Linked DNA regions of Zea mays: region 2 is linked to region 1. Evidence: chromatin contacts called from public Hi-C data. All regions are on one chromosome and are shown on one strand. Each heading gives the region's core, a stretch centred on a gene start, on an enhancer-like site or on the middle of the called end of the contact. The rest is flanking DNA. Distances are from core to core; before and after follow the strand shown.

Region 1 (4,015 bases), core at 855-3,354:
ATTCTGGGACTTTGGAAGAAAAACTTGAAAGCACTGATGAATTGTTCACTTCCATGGTGTTTCCACATATGCAGGCCTTCGTGACAGACATGCGATTAGTTGTAAGTGTTCCTGTCTTATCACTACATATAACAGTGGCTGAGCCCATAGTTTCACAGGCAGATAACTGTCGCACCAGTGCCTTCTCACTCATCATCTTCTTCATTGCAAATGCAAGGCTCAATGTCACTGCTAAAGGCAATCCCTCAGGAACAGCAACAACAACAATTGTGACTGCAATGGCAAAATGTTCCAGTATCTCCAGTACATCTTCTCCAGTCCAGCTTAAAAGAAGCCCATCAGAGTATTTCTGGCCCACTAACCCTTGCGAGAGGATAACAAAAGTTAAAAGGGCAAAAAACAGACCGATATTTCCAATAGTATTTGCAACACCGTTTAATTTACCCTGCAGCGGAGTTTCATCATCCCCACTTTCAGTGATGGCAGCCATTAGTTTACCCCACTGTGTTCGCATCCCTACTGCTGTAACCAGCATTATGCATGACCCATCTAGGACTTTAGTCCCTGACAAAAGGAAAGGGTTATCTTCACTTATGACAACAGGTTCACTCTCACCAGTTAGGCTGGACTCGTTGACCAATACAGAATACCCAGAAACAAAGAGGCCATCTGCAGGAACCTGATCTCCAACACCTAGGTGGACAACATCACCAGGAAGAAGATCATCTATCAGTATCCTTTGTCTGAATCCATCTCTAGTAACCTGAACAGAAATTTTCCTCTTCTCTCTGTCCAGATCCCTGAATTGCAAAGACTGCTGATAATTGCTCGTCGCAGTAACAGAGACAACCAGGAGGATACTTGTAAAGATTCCAATGCCATCATGGGCACCACTCGGCCACCCTTCCGTGGCGATGCCAACAACGAAAGATACAAGGGCACATGCTATAAGAATTACAAGAGTAGTGTCTTGCAGTGCCTCCCACACGAACTCCCATAAGCTGCGGGCCTCACTCTCCGTGAACTTGTTCACTCCATACATGCCCTGCCTTTGATTCAGGCTGAGCTCATCCGTGGTGATCCCATCAGCCAACGACGTCGCCAACTTGTCTGCGATTCCATCCAGCTGGCCGAGCAGAGTCAACTTCCCGGTGTCACGATTTTCAACAAGTGATGCTAGGTCGTCGGCAGAGATCTGAAACCCAGCAGCAGCTTTGACACCTTGAGGAACAACACGCTCACTCTGAAGTGAGGCACCTGAGTAGATGTGTTTCAGGCAACATGCTTAGATAACAGCAGCATTGAGGATCAGATTGAGGTCATAAAATGTGGCATCTTCGAAACCATTGCGCAATTTACCATGGTCGCTCTGCAGTGTGGACTTCGATACAAGCACAGCGACACGTAGCTTCTCCTGCCACACAAGAACCCGTAAGTTCTGCTATAGTAAGTTATTTGTTTTTTGGGGCGGTAAGAAAATTCAAAGAAATAATCTCTAATGAGAATCCGTGGCACTAAGAAATTTCATCAAATAATTATTGGCACATATAAGGGTCTGTTTGTTTTCATCTCAATCCGTGTGGTTTGAAGGGGATTAGTTGGGTTTATAATCCATAATAAGTCAAAATTTCTACAATTCTTTTTTCTAATCACATCCAATACATGTGACATAGTAATAACCGAACAAGCTACATGTCAATATGTCATTCTGAGGCTCTGGGCCCGACAAAAACCTATGAAGATGAAACAAAAAGATTGTAGATGATCATAATAATAAAAAAAAGGCTATACGAAGGGTGAGAGATACGGACACGGTGGGTCCGCTTGCAGAGTTCGCCGGCCGGGAGGGGCCCGAAGCGGAGGCGGCCGTGGGGGCTATTTGGCTGCCGCAGCGCGGCCCCTAACCCCGACCGCGGCCATGGGACCCGGCGGCCGGAGCAGGGAGCTGGTGATGCGCCGGGGAGGTGGAGGAGGGGCCCCGGCCGAGCGTCGACGCCGTTGTGCATAATTGCCGTCTTCCCCTTCCTCCCCTTTGAGTTAATTCCTACTCTTGCTCTCCAATGCTTGCTGAGTTTTTTCTGACCACGCGGAGGAACGAAATGAAGCGGGCGAGGTGTCTGACTGACAGAGTGACAGGTAGCACTGTCTTCACAGCTAGTATCTAAGGTTTGAGGTGCTATTTACATATTAGTCTCATCGACTCATCGTCACGAATAAGACCAACTCCAGCAAGACTCCGTATCCCACTCCGCATCCGCATTTTGCACGGTTTGAGGCACTATTGCGCGCTCCAGCAGGCTCCGCATCCCTCTCCGCAAAATGGACGCCGTGTCCCTGCGCTCCCCATTTCCACACTTTCTCTCTCCTCTCCGCAGCTCTCTGCGTGCGCGCGCGCCTGCTGGCGGGCCCCAGGTGTCATAGACTGCATGCGGAGTGGGATGAGGAGTGTTGCTGGAAACGGAGACGGATACGGAGAGGAGAGAGAATGTGTTGGCCGCGCGTTTTAGGGATACGGAGAGGTAGACTGCTGGAGTTGGTCTAAGTGTAGGCCGTCTGCACACCAAAAGTTTACCTATAGCATAAGACCTCTCCAACAGTTTACCTATATTCATACTCATATTCAAACTATACTCTATAAATAGTGCAATCTACAATATAAAACAATGCAAAACGGTGTTTTTAGTGACCATATAAATACAATGTACAATAGTTCACTTATATGGTCAAAAAATACATTTTGCACTATTTTACACTGTAAATTATAATATTTGTAGAATGTAGTTTAAATATGAGTATGTATAATTTGATGGAGATGGTCTAACATACCTATAATCAGTTGCACAAGGCAAAGAAAAAAAAGGTATGTCTGGAAAAAGAAAAACCAGCCACCGCACCACATTTTTTATGGTTATAATAGATTATATAAGCATTTTAAAGATTAAGGTATGTCATGCCACACTAAGCCATATTGGCTCTTCCGCTACTGCCTATAATTACGAAGTAAGTATTGTCTTACAAGTTCTTGTTACGACGTATTTGTTTTAGCTTAAAATCAGGTTATGGCTGTCAGAATTGCCTTATGACATCCAAACGCCTTGCTTCTTAGTTGTGAGAATCACTTTAGTGGAAATCATTCAATCAACGTGAACACAGAATTCACTGATGTGTACATTGTTTCCTATATCCTAAACCTTATGAACTCTTTGTCGGTGTTTATGACCAGTCGCCACAGGGTTCCTCACGTGATGCTTTTGAGTAGGACGACGTCGTTGATTGCGACTCGATGGTTCATGCGGATGCACGTCGGATCACACAAGGGTTTATATAGGTTCACGCTGCTAGAATGCGTAACACCCTACGTCCTGTCGAGGCTGAGTGTTTGAGTATCATTGGTGTACACGGGTTACAGATGAGTTGTGAGTGGTGGAGGGTGAGTTCTCCTGTCGATCTAGTGGTTGCGTAGTTGCTATGAGAGGATTAATGAGCTATGAGGTGGTAGTGGGATGTGACGAGATAATCGTAGGCGTACCCCCTCGGCCTTATATAGATGACAAGAGGGTTATCCCTTTACAAGTCGTGATGACTATCTAACTCTGTCTGAGTCTATCCTTTTAACGCGTCATGCATTCCTGCTTATCCAGAGTTTGGTTGAGCTTCACCCGAGTTATCTCTGAGTATCTAACACTTCGGGTATGCGCAACCTCCCTGCGTGAGACATCGGTGCTCCTTCTACGCGTAACTCAATCGTCCGATCTTTGTCTCCCTGGGTCGAGCTCATCCATCCTGGTTGCGGCCCGAGGGCGCACCTTTCTAGGCAAGTCATCGGGAGGCCCATCAAGTGACCCATGGAGCATTTCTGCGCTCTCGCCCGGGCGAGTCTCCCGCCCGAGGTTGGCCTCGGGCGAGTCATGACTGCTTCTCCCGCCCAGAGCTGGCCTCGGGCGAGGCAGAACATCGTCTCCCGTCCGAGGTTGGCCTCGGGTGAGCTGGAACAGCTTGTCCCGTCCAGAGCTAG
Region 2 (4,015 bases), core at 834-3,333, 160 kb after region 1:
AAGGTAGTCATCCATTAGCTTTCCTAATTAGTCAGTCAAGGGCGTCCCATTCGACCATTGTGGTAGCACGATTATCTCAAGTTAAGCTCCATGTTCCAATTAAAACAATGATCTTGTCATGAACAATAATTAAAACAACAACATAACTGGAACATGATCATAACTCAAATGTAACATTAATCCCAATACCTGGTAAAGCAATAGCAAGTATACCCAATAGTTCATTTGTCTGCAAGGGGTGGGGTAAACAAAACTAGGGAAATCTATTAGGTCCCATCAAATTAACCTGATCATGTCACGGTGATTAACAAAGAACATTATTAGGTAAAGAAGAGTGATCAAGGGCATAACTTGCCTTAGCCTTGAAACTCCAGGTACCTCACCAAGTTGGTCTTCAGATTTCTGGTGACCTCACTTCTATTCGTAGCAATACATACAAATAGTCAGGAAGTACATAAAAATAACATTACACCAAACATAAGAACAAATAGCGTAAGAATACTATATGCACTGCTACGAGAATGTAGGTTCGAGAACCACTAAAATCGGAGTTACGGTTAAGGAGTTATAATTTTCTGAAGATTTAGGAGTTAGACATAAAACAAATTAGGAGCATGATTTCAACCATATGTTTTATAACAAAATAAAGTTATTAGATGATGAACAATATTAATATGAGTTTAATGCAACTGGAATGGATCAAAAAGAAGTTAAAATGAATTACTTATAAATTAATCAAGATTCTAGAATCATTTCTATACTAGAAATCATTTTCTATATTAATTTATTCGATTTACTTACTCTCTGGGTCGTGGTTATCATTCCAGGAAGTCCAGGGTTACTTTGGCTAAAAACAGGACCTATATTAAAGGTTTTATCACTGCCACCAGACTGCGGGTTGATTACATAGAAGCATAAGGGCTCTTTTGCAAATTACCGAGGCCGAAGGGGTATGGGATGTTTCTGGCCGCGTGATCTGAGATGGAGGGCCCAGATTACATCGGAACGACATCGAACCGGTATGCACGCTAAGTCGTTGGATTTAAGATCCAGGGTCCATGTTTTAAATAATCGTGATCAGATCACCACCGCACATCAGCCATCCCGCGGTCGATGATGCACCCCAAATCGGTGCGCGCCCCGCAATCTCAACCGTCCTTAATAGAATCAACGGCTCCAAGCCATCTCCTTCATCCCGCAGGCTGGCCACGCTGGCACGTTCGCCGGAGATGGCTGAGATGGCGCCCCAACCCATAATCCCGGTTGTCCGCGTGCGTAATATGAAGAGTAGGCTGAGGCAAAGCGGGGAAGTACACCCTTACCGGTGGTTAGGGCGATGGCGGGGTTCTCCCTGGGGAGGTGCGGATCCGGGGGGTTTGGCCTTACTCCGATGAGCAATCCTCGAGTACCAGCGCGCCGCCACACACATGGTGTCTATTTTATATATGAAGTCAAATTGAAAGTGTACTTTAGAACTCCAGTATAAAATGTAAACAAATTTTATTTATTGTTTATTTATTGATTTATGCAAATACTTTTAAACATACACACCACAATATTTATTTTAGAAAATTTATTTACAAGGTGTGGTATGATAATCTACCATTTTAGAGAATGTCTCCAAATATATTATTCAAAGGAATAACTTAAATCATATGAAGCCCTTTTTCATTAAGACATTTTATTGTAACTACATTTATTTTTAGGAGAGGTGAGAAAATTCTTAATAAAAGACACTTGGATTCAAAATCTTTATATTATTTTATTAAGTATCTAGGATAGAATTTTGAGGTGTTACACCAAACCGCTAGTCACATCCGTTGTCGCGTGGTCGTCCACAATCGTCGTTGCGCCCTCGTCCGTCCACCACCACACCGCACTCTAAAATTGATATTTTATCATTTTAAAATTTATCTCTTTGTTACTATGTCATCTACTTCTATAACTTGTGGGACTATCTGTATATGATTTATGAGTCCGATAGCAAGTTGAGGAGCCACAAATAATATTGGCAAAATTGCAAATAGCTCCCCGCAACAAGCCCAGTGATGTTGACAGAAAAGCCCATCGCGTTGTGTCAGTCACCAAACCAGACCAAACATAATACGATGCTGCGGCGCCTTGTCGGCGGAGCCGCCGCCGTGCGTTCGCCGCTGCCGCCGCCGTTCTGTCGGCTGCTTCACAACGGCGGCGGAGGTGGTGGGTGTAGCTCGGGGGAGCCGGAGAGCGTGGCGTACCGCATGTCGATGCTGCGGCGCCCCTCTACCGTCAGCAAGAAGGGGCTCACCTGGAACTGGTGCAGCCTCATCGGTCGCCTCGCCGCACCGGTGAGGCCGATCGACACTAGCTTTCTTGAAGTCCCCAGGGCGTACACCTTCCTCTCCGTCACCCTCTCGTCGCCCGCGCCCTCTTCGAGCTCGTCCAACATAAAGTTGAGTCCCTCGCTCCGGATCCCCCTCAGCCAATCCTTGTGTTATTTCCTCTCTCACTTTCTGCAGAGTTATTTGTTCTCTCCTAGTAAGGGCTTTCCTAGTAAGGGCTTGTTAGGTTATTCCCATCCCATAGGGATTGAGAGAGATTTTGGCTTGACAAGGATTTAAACCCGCCCAATCTGCTCCCATCCACTGATCCACATGGATTGTAATTAAAACGAACAGACCCTAATTGGGTGCATTCTCATAGCCTTCTTTTTATATATATCATGTGGGACGTCATGTTTCGATTGTGTGCCGCATATATAGTTTCATCATTATGTAGAGTTAATATACTTCGATTAAAATATTTTTGTCTTGTGTAAAATTTGGTGCCTTAAGCCCTATGAGAAACAAAGGGCATACAACCACAAGAACAATTGAGCACAGTTCTAACAGAATCAGTAGGGACTTTCTGTGATGCGATTCACTCCATTCTGGTAACATCCCATCTTCCATGCTTCAGTGGAGCAAACATTTAGCTGAAGGTCCGCCATGTTTATAGTTGTATAAAGTACTTTGGTGCATCATGAATAGCTTGGGGCGAATTTCGCACCAAACAAAATCGAAGTCGTACTTCCAAATTTGGAAGCCTTATGTTTGACTAAGACTGAACCTTCTCATGCTTAGTGTGCAAGAAAAGTCAATGTACCATTCAAATAGAGAATTGAATCCATCAAGCAAACTAGGCAGTAGGCACTATTTGCCACAAAGTAGCTTAAGAAGCAACTCATTTTCATGATACCCAGGAACAAATCAGGAGCTCCACAATGCATGCCTGATTTAATAATACTTCTTTTAATTTTATTTTTCCTACTACCATGTTAAACTGTTATTATTATTTGGACTGATTTACTGAATGAAAATTAGGTTGTATCACTATAATTACAGCATGAAGGACTTGAGCTAGGTGATCTAACGATATATTTATTTGCATGTTTTTGTTCAAGTAACTTTATTGTGATTTTGGCTAAATGAAACTGGGGTTATATCATTATGCTTACAATATGAAGAACTTGAACAGTGTGACATTGCAGCTGAATGGTGAGCTGGCAAATGTTGGCCTAAAGCATCTGAAGCATGATGACCTCGTTTATGTATCTGGTCATCTGGGCTCTTATCATAAAGTCAGTCCAAGTGGTGAACGGCACATTGTCTATAAGGTCTGATAGCTGTAACTATTTGTTATTTTCTTTACCATTCTGAATATACTCCCTCCGCCCCAAAATATTAATCGTTTTAGTCTTTGATTTTATGTCTATGTTCAAATGGATGATGATGAATCTGGATACATATATAAAACAAATACATTAATTATTGAATGAATCAACTAAAAAGATAAAACGAATTTTATTTTAGGACGGAGGGAGTATTATATATGCTTGTCTGTTAAAAACCAACTGTACAACTAGTGGCTCTATATTAGTACCACCTACCCACGTGTTGTATGTCAGTAGATATTGTGTTTTGTAAATTGTCATATACATATATTACTGATGCACCCTTGATAGTTTGATGAGATGTGGACATGTTATCATATATAC

Evidence for each region. A called contact is a pair of places that touch in the nucleus more often than the background predicts.
Region 2: a Hi-C map of root tip shows a contact between it and region 1, with 4 times the contacts expected there. The contact joins the promoter of LOC100276246 here to the promoter of LOC100381420 in region 1. A contact is called at or near these places in 9 of 25 Hi-C or Micro-C datasets (bundle sheath, ear, endosperm and 4 more) and 1 of 3 datasets of contacts at active chromatin or transcription factors (leaf).

Annotation. Positions count from the first base shown.
Region 1 is chr1:261,295,086-261,299,100 of Zm-B73-REFERENCE-NAM-5.0, forward strand. LOC100381420 reads right to left here and starts at 2,105. Exons shown (of 7, transcript NM_001366751.1): 1 at 1,812-2,105; 2 at 1,360-1,414; 3 at 1-1,257. The coding sequence starts at 2,006.
Region 2 is chr1:261,452,331-261,456,345 of Zm-B73-REFERENCE-NAM-5.0, forward strand. LOC100276246 reads left to right here and starts at 2,084. Exons shown (of 4, transcript NM_001150081.2): 1 at 2,084-2,431; 2 at 3,496-3,634. The coding sequence starts at 2,109.